3 separate regions of the Zea mays genome follow, and regions 1 and 3 are each linked to region 2. The links are chromatin contacts, called in public Hi-C maps. All regions are on one chromosome and are shown on one strand. The core of a region is the stretch at or near the end of the contact, and the rest is flanking DNA. Distances in the headings are between cores, read along the strand shown. Region 1 holds the start of LOC103626704 (protein CYPRO4-like). Region 2 holds the start of LOC100281836. Region 3 holds the start of dsy2 (desynaptic2).

Evidence for each region. Hi-C and Micro-C count contacts between places; a contact is called where the count stands out from the background.
Region 1: a contact with region 2 is called in a Hi-C map of ear, with 4 times the contacts expected there. The contact joins the promoter of LOC103626704 here to the promoter of LOC100281836 in region 2. A contact is called at or near these places in 2 of 25 Hi-C or Micro-C datasets (ear and tassel).
Region 3: a Hi-C map of bundle sheath shows a contact between it and region 2, with 2.9 times the contacts expected there. The contact joins the promoter of dsy2 here to the promoter of LOC100281836 in region 2. A contact is called at or near these places in 2 of 25 Hi-C or Micro-C datasets (bundle sheath and leaf).

What each region holds. Positions count from the first base shown.
Region 1 is chr5:91,879,491-91,883,361 of Zm-B73-REFERENCE-NAM-5.0, reverse strand. It overlaps LOC103626704 (protein CYPRO4-like), which reads left to right and starts at 2,610. Exons shown (of 2, transcript NM_001346849.1): 1 at 2,610-3,871. The coding sequence starts at 2,745.
Region 2 is chr5:92,657,525-92,660,860 of Zm-B73-REFERENCE-NAM-5.0, reverse strand. It overlaps LOC100281836, which reads right to left and starts at 1,379. Exons shown (of 8, transcript NM_001154756.2): 1 at 1,076-1,379; 2 at 843-967; 3 at 707-744; 4 at 172-282. The coding sequence starts at 1,315.
Region 3 is chr5:91,733,478-91,737,011 of Zm-B73-REFERENCE-NAM-5.0, reverse strand. dsy2 (desynaptic2) reads right to left here and starts at 1,824. Exons shown (of 13, transcript NM_001319706.1): 1 at 1,732-1,824; 2 at 759-839; 3 at 1-478. The coding sequence starts at 788. LOC103626702 (zinc finger protein CONSTANS-LIKE 3) reads right to left here. Exons shown (of 3, transcript XM_008647090.2): 3 at 2,993-3,534. The coding sequence ends at 3,327.

The DNA.
Region 1 (3,871 bases), core at 1,361-3,860, 780 kb after region 2:
ATCACTTGGGTGTGTCTTGTATTGAATGCCTAGCTCTTGTAAGTAGTTGGAAGGTGGAAAACTTGGATGACTTGAATGTGGGGTGGTTGGGGGTATTTATAACCCCAACCACCAAACTAGCCGTTTGGTGGAGGCTGTCTGTCGCATGGTGCACCGGACAGTCCGGTGCACACCGGACAATGTCCGGTGCGCCAGCCACGTCACCAGGCCGTTGGGTTCCGACCGTTGGAGCTCTGACTGCAGGGCCCGCCCGGATGTCCGGTGGCACACCGGACATGTACTGTAGAGTGTCCGGTGCGCCGTCTCGCGCGTGCCTGACTTATGCGCGCTCTGGCGCGCATTAAATGACTCTGCAGGTGACCGTTGGCGCGAAGTAGTCGTTGCTCCGCTGGCTCACCGAACAGTCCGGTGTACACCGGACATGTCCGGTGAATTATAGCGGAGCGAATTCCCGAAGCTGGCGAGTTCAGAGTCGCTTCATTCCTGGAGCACCGGACACTGTCCGGTGTACACCGGACAGTCCGGTGAATTATAGCGGAGTGCCTCTGAATTTTCCCGAAGGTGAAGAGTTTGACTTGGAGTCCCCTGGTGCACCGGACACTGTCCGGTGTGCCAGACCAGGGCAGCCTTCGGTTATCCCTTGCTCTCTTTGTTGAACCCAATTCTTGGTCTTTTTATTGGCTAAGTGTGAACCTTTGGCACCTGTATAACTTATACACTAGAGCAAACTAGTTAGTCCAATTATTTGTGTTGGGCAATTCAACCACTAAAATCAATTAGGAACTAGGTGTAAGCATAATTCCCTTTCACAAATCACTATATCATATGACCTAGAAGATCATGATTATTTATATTATATAACTGGAGTCTACAGTAGATTTCAAGTAGAATTTAAGTGTCCTCGCATTACCATCAAATGTAGTAGCTAATTTCAATGGTTTCGGCCTCTCCTATATAGGGGCAAATTAAAAGGTAACGACAACTTGAAACAGGGGCGAATTTAGAGGGGTTTATCGGGCTCAGCCGACCCCGATAAATTTTATAAACCCTTTAGCAAAACACTGTTAAAATTTATAAAAATTTGTATAATATAGTAAAGCTACTCTTAATGACACCGACAATATTTTTTGCTAGATTCGCTGCTGACTTGAAAGAAGAAAGAAAGTAGCATTCACTTAGACATTAAGAAATAACACGACTTGTTTGCTGGAAGAATCGATTCCTGAAAATGAGCGCCTGACCCCAAAGTACAAACAACTACATATGAAAAGATAGAGCATAAAAAAGAGATCAAAAAATTAGAATGCAAGTCCAAATAGATGCAATGATAGAGGTGGATATTAAGCCAAAACACTGGACTGATATAGCAATGTAACTATAGCAATTAAGGACTTTCAACTTTTATGCAATATCCATTTTAACATAGCTTTTAAAGGACCATTTGCAATATAAAATCATACAGTATCCTTTTAAGTGAGCAGGGAGCATGGAAACACACATTAAAGACTTAGAAAAGTTTCTTGCCCATAGTATTTTAAACATGAATTAGAAATGCCTTCAGAAGCCAATCCAATAAGATAAAATAGAGTAGTTAATCCGTAATTATATAAAAAATGGAGTATCTCCTGCAGGTGACCAAAGGAAGAAAGGTTAGTAATAACTCTTTCCTTCTATGAATATATTGTACCATAGACTCACCTTTTTTAGCGGTAAAAAAATCTCCCTTCCCTTTGGAAATATTATATCTCAATCTCATTTTGTATGAGAGAAAACGTCATCTAAAAAGGTAGGATTCAGCATACACAAATATGAAAGAAACATATTTACTGGAAGTGTACGGACGAATGGATGGGGGTTCTCGGTTGGGGCAGCAAAAGGCTAAGGTATGTGGATAGTAAACTGTCTTAGATTTTGCAATATTTTAGAAAAAAAACACATAGAGTTTGAAATATTTTAGAAAAAAAGGAGAAAAAGCATGCATGCTTGCTGTTGTAGATGGTTAGTACAACGCGAAACTAAAAGTTATAGCTGTACTAACATTGAGTTTTTGCAAAGTAAAAATCAGAGAAATGAATGAATCACGCATGGAAGCTACAGTAAGCAACAAAAAAGGAAAAAAATGAAGACAACAGATCTCTTTACCTTAGAAAGCGACAGTCAGACGAAGCAGAGGCCAATGGAAGCAGCTGCGCTGCCGCTGTCGTCCTCGACAGCGTCGTCACCTCCTGCTATGATACCGTCAAGAAGACGTGCAAGCGGCAACAAAGACGTGGTCAAGATCCCCCCTCTTTAATACAATCTAGGACAGCACAGGAGATGAAGCGGTAAGAGACATGTGTACGGCGATGATTTTTTTTGGTGACGTGACGCAATGTATAGCGAGGAGGCTGCATCAGTTTAATAAGAAGAAATAGCTGTTTTTTAGAAAAAAAAGTAATCTCTTGCCTCTGAGTTCAGACCATGGAACAGTTGGTGCGAGTAAGAGTCAGTGACGGTGCTAGTGCTATGGATCTTCAATTTGAAAATTTTGAATCAGTGAAGTGTGCAACGGCCGTTCGTCTCCTATTCTATTCATTTCCCAGATCTCTCCCACTAGTCCCCAACCTGCAGACTGCAGTCGCAGCGCAAAACGGCCAAAGGGCCCCATTTCTCCCATCACCTCTCCCAAATTCAAATTCCCGCACGCTCCTCCTCCCCTCCCCCAATCTCACCTCCTCGCCGAAACCCTATCAGCCTCCGCCGCCATGGGGGGCTCGCACAGCCGCGAGGACCTCGACCTATCCGATTCCGACTCCGACGACGCCGAGTCCCGGGCCTCCGACAATTCCTCCGACTACGGCACGCCTACCCCGGCATCTGCCTCCTCCAAGTTGGCCAGCGGCGCAGGGGCGGCGGCCACGCCCGCCTCCATCGACGCCATCGACCGCCACCTCCGCCAGCTCCACCTCAAGTACAACGAGCCCATCTCCCCGAACCCTAGCCCCGGGCTCACCCTCAGCGCCAACCCCGCCGCGCTCAACGCCGTCAAGCTATACCTCCACATCGGCGGCTCCTCCCCCTCCGCCAAGTGGATCGTCTCCGACAGCCTCGCCGCCGCCTCCTTCGTACGCACCGGCGACGACGAGGACGACGACGCGCCCGCCGGCGGGCCGTGGTGCCTCGTCGTGGGCTCGAAGATCCAGGCCAGGGTCGGGCCCGAGCTGCAGCTCAAGACCTTCCCCGCGCAGCGTCGGGTGGATTTCGTCGCCGACGGCGTATGGGCGCTTAAGTTCCGCCACGCTGACGGCTTCGGTGACTTCTGCGCGAAGTACCACAGCTGTATGTTTGAGAACAGCTACGGCGTCGCCGCCACGGACGAGGGCCGCGCCAAGGTGTTTGGGAAGGACTTCGCGGCGTGGGCGCGCCCGGAGGACGGCGACGAGTCGATATGGGAGGACGCCACCGACGGCTTCTTCTCTCCGGGTCCCAAGGGCAGCCCGATGCCCCCGCGGACACCAGTACTGAAGCCTTTGTTAGAGGATCTGCGCGAGTTTGAGGAGCCTGTTGAGGAAGGCAGCGGAATTAACAGTCTTGCGCTTGGCGCACTGGATAACAGTTTCCTCGTTGGAGACAAAGGCATTGAGGTCGTGAGGAATTTCGAGCATGGGATACACGGCAAGGGCATGTCCGTGAAGTTTTCTGGAGGGAGCACAAACTTCTCGACACCGAAAAAGGCTCTTCTTATGCGGGCCGAGACTAACATGCTCCTGATGAGCCCAGCCACTGATGGAAAGCCACATGCCAAGGGGGTGCATCAATTTGATATCGAGACGGGGAAGGTGGTTTCAGAATGGAAGTTTGAGAAGGATGGAGCGGATATTAACATGAGGGA
Region 2 (3,336 bases), core at 130-2,629:
ATCATTAAGTCTAGACTATTGAGTAATCTAGAAAGATGATGCCAGTGTGCAATAGCACCACATTCATTTCATATATAACTAAATCATGAAAAGACAATTTGAGGCATAAGATGCCTAATTAACTACAGCATAAAATGCTAATGTATCACAATTGCAAGTTTCAGTATTCACCTCTTGAACCACCACCAAGCAGCTCGCACATATGGTCCAATGCTTCTTTCTCCCTGCGGTTCTTCTCTTCCTTGGGTACATTATCAGAAGGGGTGATGTCACCAACAATTGCTGGAGTACCAAAAGAAAAAACAATTGAAATGAGTCAACTGAACCCACATCCTCATAGGCAGTTAGTTCCAGAAACAGGCAAGCTGGCTTAGGAACAGCAGCAAGAGTCCATATGAGCGGAGGGCAAAATCATGTGTTCATTTCTAAGCTGAGCATGCTTCTGAATGAAAATAGGAAAATGTGCACATAGTTTAAAGTTTTACACTTTGGCTAGCAGAGGTCAAAGAACCAACTAATTGGCACAAGTACTTGAACACACATCCTACATTCCTACTACAGGTCTCCAGTCCAGTGGTCTAGTTACCATCTACCAACATCTCAGGTAGTAATAGGCTCGCATATTCACAAAATTGCATCCCTCATCTCACACAAAGCCCCAAAACTTCAGTGAAGCCGTCTAGACGGAAGTCTTTTGAGACCATACCTTCTGCAATGTCGTGCACAATCGCCATCTTGACACACCTGTAATTGAAGGGATAAATAAACAGTGTATGAAAACGGAACCGTAAGAAGGCTAAATACTGCCGAGCTAGACTTGAGAGCGAAACTGTCAGGATCACCTGTCGCGGTTGACGCCGGGTAGATCGGCCGCGACGAGCGCCATGACGCCCATCCGGTACATGTGGTCGGCCACCGACTCGGGCGCCTGCACCCCGCGCTTCACCCACCCCGCCCTCTTGGTCGTCTGCAATTACATCCACAATCTCATCCATCGCGTCACATTTCCATCCATCTCAACCAAGCCGGCCCGTGGAAATGCGAAGCGACTAAACAGGGGCGCTCAGTCGCTCACCTTGAGGCGGTAGCAGAGCGTGAGGAAGTCGATGGCGTTGGACGCCGAAGGGGCCGGGGCACCGGCGTCCACCGATGCGGCGGGGGTCGGGGAGGAAGAGGAGGACATGGCGGCGGCGAGGCGGTGGGGGAGCGCGCGGTGAGCCGGGGCGAAGGGGACGGGGTGCTGTGGGGGCTTGGCGGCGGCGAGGGTGGTGGCGCAGAGGGAGGAGAGGGAAAGGGCTCGGCTCCCACCACCCATCGTTATTAGCTGAGGCCGGAGTAGGCGGAGGAGCGGTGGGCAGCGCAGGGCAGGCTCCGCGGATGGCGGGGTGGTCGCTCGCGGAACCGGCGCATGCCCGCCCGCGAGCCCGTGGCCCAGCTTGCGCGGCGGGCGGACCGTGGATCACGTGGGGTACTGAGGTTCTCCTAATTTGGGCCCCAGCGCACGGGGATCGATCGCGCTAGAGGGTCGATCCTTTCCTTTTTCATTTTCGGCTGCCGGGCCCATTCGGCCAATCCGGATTCCGGAGTCTGCAATGTTGCGGATAGCCCATGGTTGGCCAAGAATGCGGCCCGGCCCGTGAGGGGTCCACCCCCACGTGGAAATAACACCAGCCCATCAATTTATATGTCTTTGAGTCTGAATTTTAACCCAGCTAAATCTGTCGAGAACTTACAGCAAGGGAAGAGATTAAGCGCTGTTTGGATCAAAATATTAGACTCACTTATCCAATAAAATAGGTAACACAGAATTTTAGATGATATTATTTACAGAGTTGCGTTTAATATAGGAATAAAATAGAGGATACAATAGGGGATCAGTTGGAGATGGCCTTATACTATCAAAAAATCTTATGTGGGCTAATATCAAACGAGAAGCTCTAGTCTTCTATATAACAAGGAAATAGTTTTTTGTGCTTCTGCCTCGACAAAAAGAGAATAAGCCCTCCATTGCTGAGGAGAGGGTTCAAGGTCTGAATTTGGAAATTGCACCACAGCAAGTCCTCCCGCCTTGCCTAATTGTCTTACATGATAGGCTTCGTTTCCGTTCGCTGAATAAAGAAGCACGGTATGTCGTTTTTGACCGCTCTAGACAATTGTTTAGTAGATTTTGTTCAAACTAGATTGTTTTCTCGCGGTCAGATACATATTGTAGAGTGATTTCTTACTGTCAGATACATATTGTAGATTGATTTATGTATACACTAGCATGTTAAATCCTGATGATTTGACCTGCTTAATATATCCAATCTATTACTTTTACTTAAAAAGCCATCGATGTCCTACTAACCGCGGGTCGTACGAATCACCCCGATGGCGAGGCTCGTGCGCCAGTCGCGTGCACTACACACCCACCCCACCGGTGGCCCACACGTTGCGTTCATGAATAGATCGGTCATGCCGGCTTCTAGTCGTACACTATGTCGGCGCCCCCAACTCTGCGCCTTGATGTCACACTGACCCACGCACCCATGCCCTGCTGCTGGTCACGCCATCTCGAGCTGAGATGGTTCACGCTGCGTCAGCCCACGGCGCCACCCCGCACTGGGTCGCGCTTGCTCGGCCAGCTGGGGCGCAGCTCGTCGGCATATGCTTCAGCCACGCCTCGTCAGCACGCCCTGGACCGGCTCCCGTGGGTCATGCAATTTATCTATTTAAATTTCTATTATTGATAATTAGCACGCCTAATTAACCTAAAGTTAATTTTGTGTGACGGACTATGGTTGAAGACAACAGAATTGATTCGTGGAGCTTGTCCTCAATGGCAAGAACTAACCGACCTAGACTAACGACTGCAAGTTTCACCTAGAGGCGATATAGCTAGGAAAGGAGATCTTCTGGTAGGGCCCGAATGACACTTGCCTGAAACTTCATGAGAAAGCAAAAATTACGATCTTCGTCGGGCACCACATCCATCCAGGCCTGAAGATGGAGTATCCAGAGGTGAAAGACCATATGATATTGTGGACAGAGCTATGTGAGTGTTTCAGTGTGGAGAAGCATGTGATGCTCCCGCGGGCGCAACATGAATGGGCCACTCTCGACTTCAATGCAGTTGAGGCTTACAACACTGTCATCCATCGCATTGTCGCTCAGCTACATTTCTGTGGCCAGATAGCCATAGACTTAGAGATGATCGAGAAAACTCTCCAAACCTTCTACCCCTCCAATATGGTGCTCCAACAGCAGTACTGTAGCAACAAGTACACAAATAATGTGACCTCGTCAACATGTTGCTTGGTGCTAAGGCTCAGAATGAGCTTCTGATGCAGAACTACT
Region 3 (3,534 bases), core at 575-3,074, 920 kb after region 2:
GGATCTCCCACAACTTCATCCTGAGCATCTCACTATTGGGTTTGGCTTTATCTGCAGACTCCGTGTTCCGTTTTCTTTGGGAACTTAAAAACTCAGGTGTCTCCAATTTTTCAACGCTGATGCCTTGTTCTCTTCTTGTTCCAAAGGAAAAGGTTCCTGTTTGCTCACATGTATTGTCATCAGGTTGTGATACAGAGACCTTCGTAACAGGATCAGCTTTAGGAGCCCCTTCAGTGGATACATCATGGTTCAGAGCTTCTTGTGAAACACGAAGTGAAGTATTATCACCTTTTGGTCTAGATAAACCATCAGTTCCTTGAGACAAGTTCCTGTCAAATGTAGGAGTTGGGGTAGCATCTCCACCTCTGGCTCTTGGTATACTACCTGCCTTCGGAATCATGATACCCACTGAGACCTTAGGAAATTTACCAGACGGGTATTGGCTGCTGGTTAAACTCCAATGGTCACTCGAAGTAGCCTACACATTAACATGTATCATATGTTAACTTGTCAAAATACCACTCCCTCCATTCTACAATATGAGTCGTTTTGGCTTTTCTAAGTACATAGATTTTGCTATGCATCTAGATATATGCTATGTCTAAATACATGGCAAAAGCTATCTACCAAGAAAAGCTATAACGACTTATAATCTAGAATGTAGAGTACAAAATGGGGATAACCAGAGCTGAAAAGCTTAAATTAATAATCAGTGCACCCTACAAGGGTACAACATAGAAGAGGAAATTGCTACTCACTTTATGGATGTTTGGCAGCTCAACTTCCATTGGGGCAGCTACAGATATAACAATAATTTACAAAATTAACTACAGGTGAACCTGACAAATTGGGAAACAACTGCATGAAATAAGACTCTGAAAGCATCTTGTGTGATTAAATCAAGCTTCACAAATCACAGTCAAGTAAACGTCACTAATAAAACATGGGAAGAGGGATAGATTCAGCAGCAAAGTGCAGCAATATGAGCAACAGAGAAAAAAAAGATGTAAAAAAATAAGCATACTTCCTGCACATCAGCATTAACATAGGTGGATCATCAATGAATCTTGACTAACCAGGGAAATTAAAGCAGACAAATATCAAAGCAATATAACCATCAAATCCATAAACTAAAGCATAGAAATGACGCCTGAGGGAAATTAAAAGTAAACACTGTACATTGTCACAGAACCACTCAACCACACCATATGCATTTACCAAATCAACAAACTTATTAGCATTTATGGCATAGACCAGTGCATTGGGATACATTTCCACTCCAAGCTGATTTTGTTTTTTTTTCACTCGAATAACTGCTCTTGGTCCAAATTATGCAAATCACATATCACAGCTAGATTTGACCTGACCTCTGCAGTAAGACCAGAGATTCTTACTAGACCATTTCACACTACCCACGAGCATTAAAAGCATAGAAGCCCTTACCTACTCGGTGAAATAATTGACTAGTCCCTTACAAGCATATATTACAGTAGCATACCACAATAACGTAGCTGTATGAGGTAGCAGCGCACAGTGATCGTCTTCCTCAACCACGATCCACAGGGTGGAGACACTCTAATAATTATAGCAGGAAAATCGAATGTAGTAGCAATAATAGACGCATACAGTTTTAACTAGATCAGATTCGAATGTGAGTATCCAAATATCTTAAGTTAGGGTTCGGGTGCCCGGTTTCTCACTCCAGGAAGGGGCGAGACGGGGTGCACATACCTGGTTGGCTCCCGTCGCCTGAGAAAGGATCGGCGAAGTCCTAGAGAGGGGACGGACGAAGACCTGGGCACGTAAATTAGGGCGGCGGGCGGCGAGGTTGATCGCCTAGTTGCCGTCGCGAACGAGCGGGCGAGCGAGGGAAGAGAGCGCGCGCGCACTCGGGGTGAATGTCGGGAGAAAAGACAGGGAGTGAAGTCAGTGACTGACCGATCCCTAGAATTTTGCCTGGGCCTGGAATGGGCCCGAAAGCTGCCTTCTCTTAATCCCGTCAGCATGCCTATGCCCAGAAAACTGAAACTAATTGTCTCGTTAAAACGTATCCTCCCAGCCTCCCAGGGTACGCCGTACTTTTTTCAGCTACACTGTTCATAGGTATACATGTATAATTGTATATTCACATCTATAAACAATTAACACATGTAGCTAAACTCTATTTTTATAAACAATGAACCGAATTAACCCTTGTATCAAATAGAATGTTAGGATTGGGATGGAGGGTGCCCGGCAGGGATGAAAACATATACTTATTTGAATATTATCATCATCATTATTATTATAGATTGTGAATAAATAGGATATTCACATTCTTGTTTTTACCATAAACTTCAAATTTATCATATATTTTCTCAAATGATAGATATAGAATTCGGATCAAGATAAAGATTTGGTTATTTTTCACTCTTTTATTGTAAGGAGTAAATAATACATAAAACGATTTATACAAAATTTTGTTCTTATTTATAATAATGTGCTTGATAATATATTATATATAGGTATTATATTTCTTAAAACACTTTGGATATCCACCCTCATTCTAGATGCCTCGAAAGTCTCCTTGATGACTAAGAACTATCATTTGGTTGATACAAGGTTCGACGCATAAGATCCACGTCTGAAGCATGGACGTATCAATAATTCAATATGGACACCCATGGTACGCAGGATGGAAACAAGCATACTGCATACATACGTATCCTTATCATTCTCATGAAACATCAATTTGCATCAGCTAAATCTTTCTCCCTAACCTTCCCATACAAGTTCGATCGGCAGATCTCCTGCAAACCGCGTGTAAAAAAAAACTAACGTGCGCCAGCATTCGAACCATTCGCATACATAAACCGATACGTGCGCCAGCATTTCAAACGAACGCTAGGATCATAGGTTGAACTGCGTGCCAGCTAGGGGCTAAATCTGCCGACTGCCGTACGGAGCCTCGATACTCTCCAAAGTGGGAGTGGATTAAGCACATGCACGCAACTTGCAAATAGATCGAGAGGCCTTTCCAATTATAGCATAATACTACATCGATCAATCGAAACAGATGCTAAGCATCTCTTCCTGACCCAAAATTACACGGTACTACGTACTATTAGTAGAACTGGTCGCCCCAGCAAACAAACGCAGCAGCAGTACACGCTAGCCTGCTAATTTAACCATGGCTAGCCCAAAACGGCATGTGATCGCCAACTAGGAGCTCGCCGCTCCAGCAAACACGTAGGCGCGCATGCAGCATGGCTCGCACGCGCGCCGGCCCAATCCGTGAAAACATGGGGCACGCGACGCGCGCGGCAACACTCACACGGCACGCGTCATCAGAATGTGGGCACGACGCCGTAGCCGGCGGCGAAGTCGAGCACGTAGCGGTACGATGGCTGCGGCTGCGGCTGCGGCTGCGACCGCGCCGGCGGAGCCGGCGCGGCAGCCTCGTCGAGGTCGGCGTCGGCGTCGTTGTCATCCGCGCGCTTGGCGAAGCGGCCCTTGATGCGCGGCCGCGACTCCGCGTAGGCCTTCCGGGACGCA